Regions from separate parts of the Mus musculus genome. Here region 1 is linked to region 2. Evidence: chromatin contacts called from public ChIA-PET data. All regions are on one chromosome and are shown on one strand. The core of a region is the stretch at or near the end of the contact, and the rest is flanking DNA. Distances in the headings are between cores, read along the strand shown. Region 1 holds the start of Mks1 (MKS transition zone complex subunit 1). Region 2 has its middle 21 kb from the start of Dynll2.

Evidence for each region. ChIA-PET counts read pairs in DNA pulled down with a chosen protein or histone mark.
Region 1: an RNA polymerase II ChIA-PET map of memory CD8 T cells shows a contact between it and region 2, with 26 read pairs. The contact joins the promoter of Mks1 here to the enhancer-like site in region 2. A contact is called at or near these places in 1 of 15 datasets of contacts at CTCF or cohesin (CD8 T cells), 16 of 484 Hi-C or Micro-C datasets (CD4 T cells, CD8 T cells, ECoMG myeloid progenitors and 7 more), 3 of 115 datasets of contacts at active chromatin or transcription factors (CD8 T cells, bone marrow-derived dendritic cells and memory CD8 T cells) and 2 of 9 other capture datasets (adipose tissue and liver).

What each region holds. Positions count from the first base shown.
Region 1 is chr11:87,851,095-87,855,007 of GRCm38.p6, reverse strand. Mks1 (MKS transition zone complex subunit 1) reads right to left here and starts at 1,793. Exons shown (of 18, transcript NM_001039684.3): 1 at 1,679-1,793; 2 at 1,162-1,271; 3 at 1-30. The coding sequence starts at 1,758.
Region 2 is chr11:87,964,504-87,968,684 of GRCm38.p6, reverse strand. No RefSeq gene overlaps it. Among named protein-coding and RNA genes, the nearest start is that of Dynll2, 21 kb to the left of the region's middle. RefSeq lists an enhancer at 2,080-3,124. Within about 2 kb of position 2,389, at least 82 of the 459 cell types and tissues checked have an H3K27ac peak or open chromatin away from gene starts, as enhancers often do. A contact at or near this core is called in CD8 T cells, effector CD8 T cells, memory CD8 T cells and 1 more, where this site is marked.

The DNA of each region.
Region 1 (3,913 bases), core at 544-3,043, 110 kb after region 2:
CCTCCTCTTCTTCGTCAGGGCGGTGTCCACCTCCAAACACAACAGAGTGAGTCAGACCAGCAACATTTCTTCCTCTCTGGTTGATTACAACCAGTGTTCCTATTCTTGTCTCATTTGGGTTTTAAAATTTTTTGCTATTGTTGTTTGGAAGTGTCTCATTCTGCAGCCCGGTCTGACCTCACATTCCAGATCCTCCTGCCTCGGCAGAAAAACGCTGACATTACACGTGTATACCACCAGGTCTGCCTTCAAAGTCCCTACTCACATTGACCGCAAACCCCACTGGAATTTAGTGACTCACTAAGCGCTCACTCTAAACATAGAATGCAGGTGGTGGACATACTTTGGTTAATACTAGAAGCAAGATTAGGGCCTGAGGTGTCCTAATCATTACTCTAATTTGAATAAAAGGTAGCTCTGCCTTCCAAGAAACATTCTCTAGTCCCGTATAAGGCACTAGAGTTTAGCTAGAGGCTGAAGGGCCAGCCCTTCCTCAATCCTGGCTGAATTTGCTAGATAAGGACCCTGATGTTTTTCTGAAACCACCACCGAATCATCCAGAAACACAAGATGCATGATTTGTGATCTGCCAGGCTACCCTTTTTGCCTAAGAATATTTCTGAGTAGAAAGAACAATGACAAAAGCATGAAAAATTATTGGCCAAACACGACGGTCCTGTCCTTTCTTTTGGCTTTCAAGGCAAGAGGAAAAAATCATATTTTCGTGCAAACTCCTGTTTTAAAATTGTTTTTTAAGTGTATTTATACATACATTTGGAGTTTGGAACATATTTCTCTTAGAAGTCCTTTCCCCATCCCCCAAGTCACAACTCGGGTAAGATGGCTCAAGCCCCAGGATTCATCTGGTGAAGAGATAACTGAACTGGTTCGCAAAAGTTATCCCCTGAACTTCACTCTCGCACTGTGGCATGGGCGTGCACACACACACAAAAGTAAATTACAATGTAAAAAAATAAATAAATAATAAAAAATTAAAAAGATGATTGCCCAGGTTCATTCAAATGCTTCTATATTCCTCGGCTAGGTGACACTGGGCAATAAACTCAACCTCTCTGAGCCTTCCGTTCCTCCTCTGTACCTCTACTGCCCCGCACCCCTGCCTTAGTCTCAAATGAATGTAGCGTCATCACAAACACCCACTAGCAGCTTGCGGAGGCCTAAAAGTGGCCAAGTCTATGAGGTCCTTCCCCATCTGGGCAGCAGGCTGGTAATGAAGGAAGTTGCTTGATGTGATTCTTTGCAGATGAACTCTGTCAAGAGAAGAGAAGCCCCAAATACGCGTGTCAGAGACACACAGCAAGGAGATATACAGAGCATGAATCGGGGAAAGAAATCACAGAGGCAGAGAAGTCAAGGCTGCTGCAAAGAAGAGGTGGGTAGGGGCGTCTGCTGGATAAATCAGCACAGGGACCCGAGGGGTTTGAAAGTGGCGAGAACTTGAAGGGACTTGGGCAGGGTGAATCTGAAAGGTGTACTTGGAAGCTTTCAGTGGAAAAAGATCCTGATAACAAGACGCGCGCAGAGATGGCAGAGGAAGTAGTTGGGATTGTAAGCGGAAGTAGGGGCCTCTGAGCATCTAAAAGCTTAGGGTGGAATAAAGTTAGGGGGCCTCGGAGCATAAAGTTAGGGGGCCCTGAAACTGGGGTCGAGTGACTACCGGAGGCGCAGGTTGCGCACGGGGTCCCGGGAGCGATACACGGCCTCGCCGGTGTCAGTGCTCCAGACCGCTTCCGCCATGACAGCTGCTTCGCGCTGCGACCGCGCCGGAAAGCGTGGTGCCTCGTTCCCCTGGCAACGGAGACGCTGGCTTCTTAGGCAAGGGAGGCGCTGCGCGCGCAGCTCTCCACGTCTGCGGGAGCCAGTCCCTAGCCTGGCAGCGGGACCCTCAGCTGTCCTGTGTGAGTAAAGCTCACCTCCACCCAAGGTGAAAGTTGGTGCACTGCACAAAAGAGAAAACCGCCATCAGCTACTTTGTTTAGGTGCAAAAATGGTGATGGTGGCCAGAACCAGGTGACCTGAGTCCTTACTTTCTGATCAAACACTGCCTTCCACTGAACATTTGAAAACTTCGGCCTAGGGGGCGTGGAGAAATGGCTTAGTGGTTAAGAGGTTAGTGACTGGACTTTCAGAGGAACTAGCAGGCCCAGATGGCCACTCACACCTGTCTCTACTCCAGTTCCAAAGGGTCAGACACCTTGCCGCCTTACAGTACACATGTGTTGCACAAACATGTTCACCATTATGCATAAAATAAATTTAAAAAAATTTAAGGAGAGAAAACTCAGGCCTAAACAGTTGGTGGATATGACTAAAAGGACATGCAAACAAAAATTAAAAAACAGCCGGGCAGTGGTAGCGCACGCCTTTAATCCCAGCACTTGAGAGGCAGAGGCAGGCAGATTGCTGAGTTCGAGGCCAGCCTGGTCTACAGAGTGAGTTCCAGGACAGCCAGGGCTATACAGAGAAACCCTGTCTCAGGAAAAAGAAAAGAAAAGACAGGAAAAGAAAAGAGAAAGAAGAAGGAGGAGGAGGAGGAGGAGGAGGAGGAGGAGGAGGAGGAGGAGGAGGAGGAGGAGGAGGAGGAGGAGGAGAAGAAGAAGAAGAAGAAGAAGAAGAAGAAGAAGAAGAAGAAGAAGAAGAAGAAGAAGAAGAAGAAGAAGAAGAAGAAGAAGAGAAAGAAAGAAAAAGAAAAAAAGAAAGAAAACATTCCTGGAAGAAAAAAAACCTGTGGGGCAGGTATATTAGTAGTTTTGTTGGTATGCACTGAGCCAGAGAAATAAAAAACAAGGAAGCCAGCAGAAAGGAAGGAAAGGGTGTTTTCCCTGGGGCATGTTGGTTCTGGATTATTAACCAGTTAAGACTCCGAGCCAGCCCCTGAAAAACCACCAGAGTGACATTCAGAAGTCATGGTTCACTGGCACATCCAAGGAAAGATGGTATAAGTTTAATTCCGGCAGTTTGGCAATATCAATATTGACAATTAGTATTTGACGGTTGCTACTTATTCATCCGAATAAGCAATTGTTGCCTGGCCTGGGACATTTCATGGCCATCCGATTATAGAGCAGAGAAATCATGAGCACCTAACTATTCATTGTGTGCACTAAGAACTCACCACAAATAGCACCTACTCATTTTTCATTTGTATTGCCTGTAACCCTCCCAAAAACCTCTCCAAGAGGTACTTTATTCCTATTTAAAGGATGAAGTTACCAAGGGCCAGGAATTAAGTATGGGGTGTATTAATGAGTGCTGACGTGGGAAAAACAGATTCCAACCTGGTCTGGCTTTTGTGGCCTCAAACCTGCCACCAACTTACTGTCTCCCACCCACATCCTTAAGAACATACAATTTCCAATTAAGGGATGATTTCTAGACACTGAAACCATGGAGATTAGAAAGGAAGTCACTTCGAGATTTTGTTTAAGATGAGAACAGCCAGGAGAGGTGGTTTGTGTTTGGATTGTCAGCACTGGGGGCATACATGGAAGGATTTCAATTTAAGACCTCATTTTAAACAAAACAAAAGAAAAACAAACCAACCAAATCGATCAAGAGCTGTAGAAATGGCTCAGTGGGTGAAGGCCTCTGTCATGAAACATGATAACCTGAGCTTTATCCTTGGAACAAGAAAACTGACTTCACAGAGTTGTCCTCTGACCTCCACACTTTGTGGCACGTGCGTCCACACACACCATCACCACCACTAATAATGATAGTAAAGTTAAGCTTTTCTTCATGGAACCTTCCAGGCCATGTGTCAAGGGGAGGTTGAATATCTCCTTCCCAGCCACTGGCTGTGAGAAACTCATTGGAGCGGACAACAAACGTAGCATCGTGTGTTCTGTGACAGGTGCATGGTCACAGAAGGATCTGCTGACGCTCACACACA
Region 2 (4,181 bases), core at 1,140-3,639:
ACGTTTGGACAGAACCCTAGACATTTGGGTTAACGTTTAGGTTTCCATCTGCAGTTGTGTGGGAGTTTGAATGAAAATGGCCCCAGAGGCTCCTAGGGACTCGTACTATTGAGAGGTGTGGCCTTGGTGGAGTAGGCGTGGCCTCCCTGGAGGAGGTGTGTTACTTGGGGGCGGGGGGGGGGCGGGGGAGGCGGGGGGGGGCGGGGGGGCTTTGAGATGTCAGAAGCTCCATCCAGTCTTAGTGGCTCACCATCTCTTCCCGTTGCCTACGGATCCAGATGTAGACCTCTCACCTCCTCCTCCTCCTCCTCCTCCTCGTCCTCCTCCTCCTCCTCCTCCTCCTCGTCCTCCTCCTCCTCCTCCTCCTCCTCCTCCTCCTCCTCCTCCTCCTCCTCCTCCTCCTCCTCCTCCTCCTCCTCCTCCTCCAGCACCGTGTCTGTCCGCATGCTGCCTGTCATGATGATAATGGACTAAACTTCCGAATTGGAACTGGAGTTACAGGTGGTCGTGAATTGCCTTATGTGAATGCTGAGAACTGAACTCTCATCCTCCGCCAGCCTTGACCACTGAGCCATCCCTCCAGCTCCTGAAAAAAAAAATGTTTTGGTCTCTGTGTGCCTTGTGGAAAGTAGCTTAGGCTTTTGGAAGGAAAGTTTTTACAGCAGCTAGCACTTTCTGACGTTTCTACCCGGAGAAGTTCTAGTTTCATATTTCGTAATGACTCCAATGTAAGGTTCTCGAAAACGAGGTCACATCCTCCGTTGTGTTTCGCTTTACCTAGCAAGCACCATTGTCCTGGGTATGCAAACCCTCAAACCCTCAAGCTTCAAAACGTGAATGTACTTGAATACCCGTGGAGAAGCAGCGCCATCTTCTGGTCTGAAGGAATACTGCAGCACAGAGCCGGAGAGGTTTGGTTGACCTGAGCCGCAGGTGGCAAGGCCATGCTGGAACCAGAACTCTTGTGTTAAAAACCACTCCCAGAGCCTGGAAAATTATGCTCTCCTGAACGCTCTGTTTTGGCTTTTAAACCACAGTCTTAAGCGGATGTGCAGCTAGGAAAAGCCATTTTGTCTAGGCTTTTGCAAGGGTGGAAATGTAACTTATTGAATGTGTTATTTGCTGAGCACTGCATCTGTATTTTTACTTTATGTGTGTGCATGTGGAGGTCAGAGGTTAACCTCTGGGGTTATCTTCAAGAAACGTCCACTGTGATTTTTTAAAAAGATGTACTTATTTTATTTATAGGAGTACACTGTAGTTGTCTTCAGATACACCAGAAGAGGTCATTGGATCCCATCACAGATGGTTGTGAGCCACCATGTGGTTTCTGGGAATTGAACTTAGGACCTCTGGAAGAGCAGTCAGTGCTCTTAACCACTGAGCCATCTCTACGGTCCGTCCACTGTGATTTTTGAGACAAGATCTTTCACTGGCCTGGAGCTCTCCTGACGAGGTTTGCCTGGTGCTGGGGTTACAAACCCAAGTCACCATGTCCCATTTTTTATTAACGTGGATCCTGAGGAGTGAACTCAGGTCCCCCCTTACTCACTTATCTGGTAACAGTCTGGTCCTTCCAGGCCTTGCTTTCATTAGGCAGGCTTGGAAGGATACTCACCCTCACTCTTATTTCTGGCTCTAGGCAGGAAATACGTGGCTATGGCTCTCTCGCCTTTCTCGGGCGTCAGATAGTTTTGTTACACACATGTACTGATCAATGTCCTGTTGAATACCAGAGCGGAGGCCCTGCACACCTCTGGGGCTTGCTCTCTACGTGGCACTCAGCTCTCCAGCAGTTGGCCACCTTGGTTGGTCCTCTGGCCTCTGTTTAACTCTCCAGAGCTCAGTAATCCTTGGCTTCCTTAGCTGCCCCTCATCCGCACCTAGGCAGGACGGTGGGACTCTCATTGTTTATTTTCCTGTCTCTCAGTTGTGGTCATCCGTTAGCCTTCCCCGCAGTGCCCAGATTCTTGCCTTGTTATTTTGATTGCTCGACAAGAAGATAAGGCTGTTGGCGACTCTTCATCTTGTGTGGAAGTCTGAACCTATCAACGGGATCTTACCGTATACCTTACACCAGCAGCTGTTCCCTCTGTTTCTGAGGTTGGCCTGAGGCGAGGGAGGTCTGCTGGGGAGGCACCAGTCTGCAGACTGCTGAGTTTGCTGGCTGTTGATTGGAGCGGCCTAGGTAACTGGGCCACGTGTCTCTCATCAGCTGGCGGACCAGCCTGGGCTTGCTTCTAGGAGCACGCACTCCTAAGAAGCCAGCTGTCATCGTTCTTCAAGGCTGTTCTAGAAACATTTTACTCTTTGCTAGTGCAAGCCACCACCTCAAGGGCAGGATGAGAAACAGACCAACGGTGGTGGGAGGAGCCTCTGTGATGGGAGGAGTCTCATAGTCATGCGGGACTGCACAGATGCCGGAAGGGGCGGGGATGTACAGCCAAGTTATCTTTTATAGACATTATCATTATTTTAATCCTTGCAGCAAACCAGGGTATAGATCTTGTCATTGATACTTTACAGACATTAAGAGCTCACAATGGGAGGCAGAGCCAGGTTTTGAACTAGGGTCTTCCTGCCTCTGCCCCGTCTCTAGCCGTTGTATCACATACTTGGTGTGCAGTGTGTGTAGTTCTGACTACAGGTAGATGTATTCAGCACCAGGAATAGACCATTCCCTACCGTGGTCCCCGTTGCAGGATGCTTACCACAGCTTTGAATTCTTCCTAACACTCCCACAGCCTCTCCAAGCAAACACAAGACCCTGTCCCTGGGGGTTCCTTCCCCTTAGGGCCTTTGGGGCTCAGGGACACTCTAAGGGAGGCATTTTGTGTAGAGAACCAGGTGCTGATCATCTGTGTCTCCAGCTAGCCTGTGCCTCAGGTGATAAGTCAGGCAATCCTCCCTCTCTGTGCCTGGATAGTTCCAGAAGCCTCAATGGCTCCCTGGTGTCCCCTCCAACTCCTCATATAGAATTTGTCATGTTTGACTAAACTGCTCTCTTTCCCATGGGCTTCTGCAGGGCCTCTCTCTGTCTCCCTCCCAGTTTCTCTCTCTCTCTGCCTCTGTCTCAGTCTCTGTCTGTCTGTTTCCTTTCTCTCATTTCCTGGCACACAGCTCTGTATCATCTCACTTAACCCACTTCCCCATGTGATTTCTCACCACCCAGACCCATTTCCTCCCTAATTTAATCAAGAGATTAAAGCCACACTGTTTTTCTCTTCTGAGTGTGGCTAATGAGCTGCCTCTGTCTCCAATCCTGATCTATCGTGGCCCCTCCCACCCTCTCTCGAGTGTCCATGCGTTGCCTGATCACTATTTTGTAGTTTTGTTTGACTCAAAACATCTAGAGCAAGCAGGCCCAGCTGGGGTCCAGTGAGGAGCCCAGAGAGACAGTGTAAGTGATCCACAGCCCAGGATTGCAGCTTTCCTGCAGAGGTCAAGGGCAGCCTGGTCTACATAGTGAGTTCCAGGCCAGCAGTGCTACGTACGTACCAAGACAGGGAGATCCTGTCTCAAAAGACTCCAAAGAAAAACAAACAGAAAGACAAAGTAAATGAGAGTTTCAGGAATCTGGGGGCCTGAAATCTTAGATCGAAGGATGACCTTGGACAGCAGAAAGTTCAGGCACTTTGGGAGATGAGTGTCTTTAGACTGTCCCTTCGGTCCCTATCCTCAAAGGCACCTCCTTTTGCCTTGTGTCTAGCTGGTTCAGGGAGATGGGCTCCATCAGTAACTAACTATAAGACGGCTTCCCAGGGAGAGCGGAGACAGAGACAGTGGGAAGCCACCAGCCAGCTCTCCACAAGGCAGAGTCCTGCTCCTCCTTCAGATAAGCTGTGAGGTGCTTTGTCTCTGTCACTGTCTATCCATGCTGTGGTCTCCAGTTAAGGTCTAGAGACTGTGGCATTGTCACTAAAGCTTTGGGAGAGAAGACAGGTCTTTTGTCTATGTGATATTTTTGTCCTAGAGCAGGCCACAGAGACTCCCTTCAGCTGTGGTGGTTTGAATACGTGTTTGAATGCTTGCCCATAGGGGCTAGCACTATTAGAAGGTGTGGCCTTGTTGGAGGAAGTGTGTCACTGTTGGGGCAGGCTTTGAAGTCTTAGATACTCATGCTAGGCTTAGTGTGGCATTCACTTCTGCTGCCTATGGATTAAGATGTAGAACTCTCAGGT